2 separate regions of the Mus musculus genome follow, and region 1 is linked to region 2. Evidence: chromatin contacts called from public Hi-C data. All regions are on one chromosome and are shown on one strand. The core of a region is the stretch at or near the end of the contact, and the rest is flanking DNA. Distances in the headings are between cores, read along the strand shown.

The links. A called contact is a pair of places that touch in the nucleus more often than the background predicts.
Region 1: a Hi-C map of the G1E-ER4 cell line shows a contact between it and region 2, with 2.1 times the contacts expected there. The contact joins two enhancer-like sites. A contact is called at or near these places in 2 of 15 datasets of contacts at CTCF or cohesin (large pre-B cells and pro-B cells), 39 of 484 Hi-C or Micro-C datasets (the C2C12 cell line, the F1.1 cell line, the G1E-ER4 cell line and 21 more), 9 of 115 datasets of contacts at active chromatin or transcription factors (CD8 T cells, bone marrow-derived dendritic cells, bone marrow-derived macrophages and 4 more) and 4 of 9 other capture datasets (adipose tissue, embryonic stem cells, liver and 1 more).

What each region holds. Positions count from the first base shown.
Region 1 is chr10:82,740,150-82,744,245 of GRCm38.p6, reverse strand. It overlaps Hcfc2 (host cell factor C2), which reads right to left. Exons shown (of 14, transcript NM_001368720.1): 14 at 1,818-4,096. Among named protein-coding and RNA genes, the nearest start is that of Nfyb, 22 kb to the left of the region's middle. Within about 2 kb of position 1,260, at least 7 of the 459 cell types and tissues checked have an H3K27ac peak or open chromatin away from gene starts, as enhancers often do. A contact at or near this core is called in the G1E-ER4 cell line, bone marrow-derived macrophages and cerebellum, where this site is marked.
Region 2 is chr10:82,664,609-82,668,678 of GRCm38.p6, reverse strand. Glt8d2 (glycosyltransferase 8 domain containing 2) reads left to right here. Exons shown (of 10, transcript NM_029102.3): 4 at 3,883-4,054. Among named protein-coding and RNA genes, the nearest start is that of Glt8d2, 24 kb to the left of the region's middle. Within about 2 kb of position 2,043, at least 44 of the 459 cell types and tissues checked have an H3K27ac peak or open chromatin away from gene starts, as enhancers often do. A contact at or near this core is called in the G1E-ER4 cell line, bone marrow-derived macrophages and cerebellum, where this site is marked.

The sequences.
Region 1 (4,096 bases), core at 11-2,510, 76 kb before region 2:
ACTGAATGGCACTGCCTAGGCACATTCTCCTAATTGTGCATTTGTATGCTTATGTAGATCTAAATCCTGGGCAACATACAGCCATTCTCAACTGTCTCTCTACGGTCATCAGGGTCAGATCCCTTCTGGGCATGTAAAAAATGTCAACCGTTTCTAGACTGTCTGCCAACATCCCTGTCTGTGCCCATTTTTGTGGACTTGCAGCAGTTAAGGGACAACTTCTAGTTCAGGAATCAGTCAAAGCTCTGGCCCTCAATTCAGACATTCTGAAAAACTGAATGACAGCCGGGCGTGGTGGTGCAGGCCTTTAATCCCAGCACTCGGGAGGCAGAGGCAGGCGGATTTCTGAGTTCGAGGCCAGCCTGGTCTACAAAGTGAGTTCCAGGACAGCCAGGACTACACAGAGAAACCCTGTCTCGAAAAACCACAAAAAACCAAAAACAACAACAACAACAACAAAAAAACCCAATTGAATGAAGAGCTCATGAAAGAGCGAGGCCATCAGCCACTGCAGTTCTTGTCCTATTGGACTATGGAGTGGGGCAGGGCAGCCCAGGTGAAGCAGAGAAAGAGCCCCAAGGCCTCCTCAGTTCTACTCAAAGTGCCAGCAACTCATCACAAGTTATAGGCACTGCTGCGGTTATCTAGAACAACAAACACACAGACACCCAGTCAGCTCCGAGACCCAGACTCTTGCCCACATTTGATCTGGAATGAAGGTGGTGTCAAACTGCAACTGGAGGGTTTTGCTGCAAACCCTGGGGGTTTCTAGACCCCGCCAAGCACCTGCTATGCCTTTTACTAGATGTACACATGCTCCGTGTCTGATGGAGCCTGTTGAAGGCAGGAGACCCCTCAAGCAGACACTTTCTTTTTTTAAATTTTATTCTGCAAAGGACAGCAGCTCCACACTGACAGGAAGATGGAGAGCCGTTTGAGACATGGAGGCTAACTATCCCAAGATTTTACAGCTTTCATTCAGCTTACAGAACCTGCTTTTTAATTTCTTCCTGAACATTACAGGTTTTTTTTCCATGTATGCTCAGCATAAAATATTGAAGTTACAGAAATACATAAGTACAGGGACTTTTAACTGTCACTAGACTGAGGGGAGGAAGGCCAAGGTCACTTACTAATTAAGTATGACTTGGGCTGGAATCCCAGCACTGGGAGGCTGAGGCAGAAGAGTACCATGGGTTTAAAGTCACCCTAGGTTACAGAATGAGACCTTGTCCCAGCCAAACAAGACAGTGTATTGCCTAGTAAGCTCAGCAGTGGCATGAGGGACTGATTTCTGCCCGGTGTAGTGGCACATGCTTTGGATCATTGGAGGCAGAGCCAGGTGAATGGATGAGGTCAGCCTATAAGCTACATGGTTAACTCCAGGGCACCCATGGCTGTTTAGTCAGATCCTGTCTCAAAACAAACAGAAAAGATAGCAACAAAAAGGAACAAATACAAGAGATTAATCCACTAATCTCATTAAATGCTACAATAACTTCAGATCAGGACTTCCTCTTTTGAGAGGTCCTAGCATCTCCCTCCTAAACTCATTTTCTGTCTTGTGATTTCCTTAGGAACCAGGCAGGGTGAGGCAAGGCAAAACTAAAAAGTCTATTCCCCTCAGATTACTAAATACACTAAGCCACTCTCCTTCAAACCCACTCCATTTTGACTCCTGAGCACAACCTACTTCTTTCTGAGAGTCCATCCTAGGTTAGAGATCCTGTTATATTCCAGTGAATGACACACATCGGCATCCCACAGACAGGCTCTGCCACACTACACTTTAAGTCAAAGAAATAATACCACCTGTAACTGTTTATAGAAAAAGGAACTTTTATTTTACATATCATTGGTACACAATACATACAACTGCCTAAAACCAGTCTTGGGAAGCACAGCAGTTACTTCAAATGGCCAAAGACCAAGCCTACTCGCAGTCTCTCCACTTGGGAGCAGCTTACTACAGGAGTAACCCCCAGATACCAATCACTCCAGACAGAACATAACAAATGTCTTTACGTTACTATGCTATTGTTTTAAATAAAGCCCCTTAGTTAGAGCAGACACTCTAAAGCAGAAGCGATTTTTGCTCGTCTGCAAGCCTGTGAGATACTGAGTGGCAGCTTCACTCCTCTGCAGGTGACTTAACATGTAACTGGGTTATGGGGCAAAGGTGCCTCCCATGCAAACAGATTCTCTTAGTTCTTAAATACAGACTGAGTTTATATATAACTTATTTCTAGTTAAAACAATGCGCTAAAATAAAATAAGGCCAATACAGTATTTAAAAAAACATAATTCTAAGAGCATGCAGTATCAACAGTATTTTTACTTATGTGAACCAAAGTCCAGAACACATGGAAGAGGCTTGTGACACAAAGACAGCTATACAGCTTGGAGACAAAAGAAAGAAACTTAACTTAGGTAAAATCCTCTTGGAAGAGTTATCTGCCTGGGCTGTGGTGTTGCTTGCTATTAGAACACTAGCCTAGGTGCCCAGGCCCCAAGGTCAATCTCCAGTTCTCCAGCGTGCACACACACGCACACACACATGCACACACACACACACACACACACACACACACACACACATACAAACAAACAAAAAACCCAAGGTCTGCGTGCTGAAGACGGCAGCTGACGACGTGCAGTCCTTAGAAGCCCCCCGCTATGCATGTTGGCAGAACAGCTGCTCTCACAGACATGCAGCTCTAGCACCATAGGAATTGCTAACAGCAAAGCCACACAGATCTGCTAAGGGGATCTTTCAGCCACCAGTCCCATAACAGAAACATGATTTATGCTAAGGAAGTAATGCCAATGGAAAAAATACAATTTGGGCAATTCTTGAGGTAAAAAGGTTTATTATTGTAACAAATCGCTTAGTATAGAAAGGCCACCCTTTCTTCAAAGAAGCAAATCGGGTATTAGAACCATGGGCCCACATCTTTTTCCTGGTCTAGAATAGAAAAGAAGGTGATGCCTTTAAGCAAAATCAACTAAACCGCATACTAAATAGGTAAAATGAGCACAAACTCAGCGTTCTCGTCTGCTTGACATCAACCTTTGCCTCAATAGTAAGATAAATGGTTTCAAGATGCAAACTGCTAATTAATACAAAGAATAGGACTGGAAGCCCAAAGTTTTCTACTAAAGTAACTGGGCTTAAAACACACACTTTCTAAAACTGGCTACTCTTCTTAGCTGAGCACACATATACAGCAAAGCCTACTTACTAGTCCATATGTGCAAATCTGCATCCCATGTAACTTTGGTTAAGACATGTTTAGCTTCTATCAGACACATCATGGAAGCTACACAATGATTACAAACATAATAATGAGGTAAGTTCAAAGTCTACTAGTGCAAAAAGCAAGCGCTGCCAAAGCAAAGCACATAAATTAAATGAAGGCAGAGTGAAGCTCTCCCCGTGGGAACCAAAGGCCTCCTTGTAAACACTGCTTGGACAGGACCCTTTGAATTAGGAAGATTCATGTACCCAAAAGGTATCCTAACAACACCAGAGTAGTGCATTTATTTTATCTTTAGAGTTCAAAAGCCACTCATGTGTCTAATAGTTTGCATATTTTCTTCAAGAGAAATTTAATTAGTGAGACACATTAATTACAAATACTGTAGTATAAAAATCCCAGTTCTTTACAAAAAATTATATATTAAAATATTCTATACACTTTAAGTTAGTAACTGGCATATATATATCTATTAATTCTTCACAATCATATTCATCTACACTGGGCACATCACACGAAGGTTGGAGGGCACAGCTACTCAGTCGTCCTACACTGGCATGAGATCATGTCGCTGGAGAAGCGGACCTGTGCTTGTGCTAACTGCAGCCCTCGGCCTGAAACGTCTCCTCTGCAGAGTCTGTTCTGTGTGCAGTCACTTCCTAACTGACTAGCCAGCCAAATTATGACACTTCAAATGGTGGAAAGTAAGTTACCTGTAGCCAAGTGGTCTCGGAGCCTTCTGCATCTCTAAGGTGGCAAGGAGCCTGAAGTGGCCATCTAGTGCTTTTTTTTCCGATATAAAAAAGCTTATACAATTTTGAGGTAAAAATAATTCAAAA
Region 2 (4,070 bases), core at 794-3,293:
CATTAAAGCCAATACCTAGGACCTAGAAACACTAGTGAGTAAAATTGTCTCTGTTCTTACAAAGGCAGTGTTTTATCTGGTTACACATTAAATTATACATACATCATTTAAAATAATTTAAAACATGTGTGTCTGGAGGGAGCTGGAGAGATGGCTCAGTGGTTAAGAGCACTCACTGCTCTTCCAGAGGTCCTGAGTTAAACTCCCAGCAACCACATGGTGGCTCACAACCATCTATAATGGGATCTGATGCCCTCTTCTGGTGTGTCTGAAGAGAGGAACAGTGTGCTCACATACATAAAGTAAATGAATCTTTTTTTTAAAAAAGTGTCTGGGGCTGGAGAGATGGCTCAGTGGTTAAGAGCACTGACTGCTCTTCCAGAAGTCCTGAGTTCAGTTCCCAGCAACCACATGGTGGCTCACAACCATCTGTAAAGTGATATCAGATGCCCTCTTCTGTTATGTCTGAATGCAGCTACAATGTATTTATATACATAAAATAAATAATTCTTTAAAAAAAAATACAGAGTTGACAAGGAGAGATTCCTATATATGCTAAATGGAGAAACAAGTTACTGAAAAGTACGATTGAATTTTGGTTTTAAAATCCTGTATACCTGGGGGCTAGAGAGAAGGCTCAGTGGGTAAGAGTGCTCGCTCCGTGTCTTAGTTACCGTTCTATTGCTGTAAGGAGACATCATAAGCAGAGTACCTTTGGAGAAGAATCATTCAACTGAGGGTTTGTTTACCGTTTCAGAGGCTTAGTTCATGATCATCATGGTGGGCTCACACGGCAGGCAGCTTGGTACTGGAGCTGGAGCCGAGTGCTTACATTTTAGTCTCCTAATGGAGGCAGAGAGAGACTGTGCCTGGTGGAGCTGTGGTGCGCATGGGCGTTCCAATCCTCAAAACCTAGCCCCAGCGACACGCCTCCTCCAGTAAGGCTACACCATCTAATCCTTCCTAAACAGCTTGCCAACTGGAAACCAAACACTCAAATATACAAGCCTATGGGGCCATTCTCGTTCAAGACACCACACTCTGCAAGCACGAGAACCCAAGTTCGCCTCCCCAGCAGCCGTACAAAAAGCCAAATGTGGCTATGGGTACCTGTAACCCAAGTGTTGAAGGGGCAGAGACAGGTGGCGCTCAAGAGCTCTCTGCCCAACAAGTCTCGCCAAAATGGCAAGCCTTCAGTTCAGTGAGAGACCCTGCCCCAAAACAGTAACTTGGAGAGATGTAGAGGAAAACACTGGACACTCCGCTCTGGCCTGTGCATGCATGTAGGAATACATAAACTCTCATGTTCACACACACAAAATAGTTAAGCAAAAATAGTTAAGCTTTCCTAGATCCTTTTCTGTTTTGGCTGGAAGTTTCCCACAAAAATCTTTATTTGTTTTTATTATTTAAATATCATTCATTTAGCCAGACATAGAGGTGCGAACTTTTAATCCTAGCACTCAGGAGTCAGAGACTGACAGATTTCTGTTCCAAGCTTTACCCATGCCTTTCCACTCTCTTATCTCCCTGTCTCTACAAACATCCAGGAGGGCTCTGGACTCTAGGGCCACTCCATGCCGCAGCTCAGCTCTTCACAGGAGATTTTCACCACGTACTTCCAGGGAGCCAGGCTCAGCGGAGTGACTCAACAAGCTCACAGTCTGATGGAAAACCAGGCACAAAAATAGGCTCTGCAGTTGCAGAAACAGGGATAACTGACGAAGGCATCTATTCTGGTGCCAGTCCTTAGGACAGAAGCAGTGGATAGAGACAAGTACTCTGCCGCCTTTGCCCTCGTGGTGCTCCCCAATAGGAATGGACAAATGAACAGTGTAGCTAACGAACCCAGCCACAGCAGGCACCCAGAACCCTGTACGTGTTGGGAAGTTGTCGCAAACTTCCTGCGCGGTGGATGTCAGTACGCAGCTGGGATGGATGGATACGTGAGAGTTAACCACGAAGAGCAGAGAGTGATTCCAGACAGCAGGAGCAGCATGTGTAAAGGCAGATAAGAGAGCGTGCGCCACCTGGTGTTGAGGAAATCACGAGGAGTTTGGTATTGCTGAATACCACCACTCACTGTGGGTGATCCGCACAGCCAAGCCTGTATGTCAGTTAGATCAACTCACGTGGCCGCATGGTGACAGCTTGCCTCTAGAGGAACAATCCGTAAACAAGTTGGGTTTTGTTTTGCTTTTTAAAAGGGCGTGCAGTGAACTCACAACTTGAAAAGTGGGAGCAAGACGATCAGAAACTCAAGGCTGGCCTGGGCTGCATGAGATGCTGTGCCCAAAACACTATTTTCTTTATAAAAAAATAATTCGTGGTCACTTAGTGAATTTGAAAAAAAAAAAAAGAAACGCAAACAAAATTAAAATCACTTATACTTTCCTTCCTTCCTTTCTTTCTTTCTTTTTTTCTTTCTTCTTCTTTTTTAAAGGTTTATTTATATGAGTACACTGTCTCTGTCTTCGGACATACCAGAAGAGGGCATCAGACTCCATTACAGATGGTAGTGAGCCACCATGTGGTTGCTGGGAACTGAACTCAGAACCTCTGGGAGAGCAGTCAGTGTTCCTAACCGCTGAGCCATCTCTCTAGCCTTTATATTTTCACAAATAGACACAGATAAACTTGTGGCTATGTATGTGTCATATTGGACTCAAATACCAGAAAGCATGTATGTATGTTTGTATGTATGTATGTATGTATGTATTCTGCAGGGCCTCACTATGCAGCCCTGGCTGGCCTGGAACTCATTTATTCAGCCCAAGCTGGCCTCAAACTCCAGAGGTCTACTTACTTCTGCCTCCACATGTACCCAGCACACCCAGCTAAGAATTTTATATTATTCCCCTTCAAAGTATATTATGAGATTCTCTCAAGTAAGGAACTAGATCATGAAAAACAATTTCTAGTAGGAGAAACAGAAGTAGATAGAAAAAAAAACCCAAAAAGAAATAGAGAGGCCATTTACAAAATATACCTAGTAATGTGTTTCAGTAAGTGTTTATTGAACATAAACATATCAGCTATAGCTACCTTGGACTTAAGTGAGAGAAGTATTATAAAACTGTCTGCAAAAAGAGGTCAAACATAATAAAAATCAGGTATCCATAGCCTGGTTACTATTCTTCACAATGTAGGTTGCATTCTGGTGCTGAAATATCACTTGGTAGTGACAGTGGTTTTGTCTGTTCTGATGCTAAAGGATGGTCAGTTATTTGATGTAAGCACTGGTCACGCCCTTTCGTTAGTTCCTTCTCTTGCTGTTAACATTTGGGCAACTTGACTAAGGAATGGAGAGCAACAGAAAAACCATAGCAGTACAGCAGACAAGTTCTGACTTGGGGAGTTAAGAGCTGCTGGGCCTGTGAGGCTCTGCCCTTTCTTGTGTGTTTGCCCTGTATGTGTGTGATGCTGTGGACTGGCTTCTGAACAAGAGTCCTGAAATAATAGGGACGCAGACGTTCACCCTGTCTTCCCATAAGAACCTGATCCGAGGATCCCACAGCCCTTCAGATCAATATCACGCGCACACTACGGTTCTGATGTTCTTGGTATCATCACTCTAAGAAGGCTCTCTGCCTCTTAGTATCTCGTCAGCATTCCAGCGGAAGGAGGCAGGCATTTAGCATTAGTCTGACCTGCAGATTCTGTAGGTGCACGAATAACTTAGAAGAACATCCCATTTGTCCAACTTGATCACATTTTGCAGCAAGGGAATCTTGGGGAAAGAAGTTTTAGTGGTTGGCATAAGGAAGGAGGAGAGACTGCATGTGAGGGCAACAGTCTTCCCCTGCACTGTGGACTAGGAGTTAGAAACTGCTCTCCCGGGAAGTTCCTTGTGCTCTGAGTCATCGATTTCAATCATTCCAGACGTTGATTCCGAGTCCCCCGAGGACATGGAAGAAGAGATTCCAGTGGTGATCTGTGCAGCAGCAGGGAGAATGGGTGCAGCCATGGCAGCCATCAACAGCATTTACAGCAACACCGATGCTAACCTTGTGTTCTACGTAGTGGGGCTACGGAGCACTCTGCCTCGAATACGGTAGTTTCTATAATAT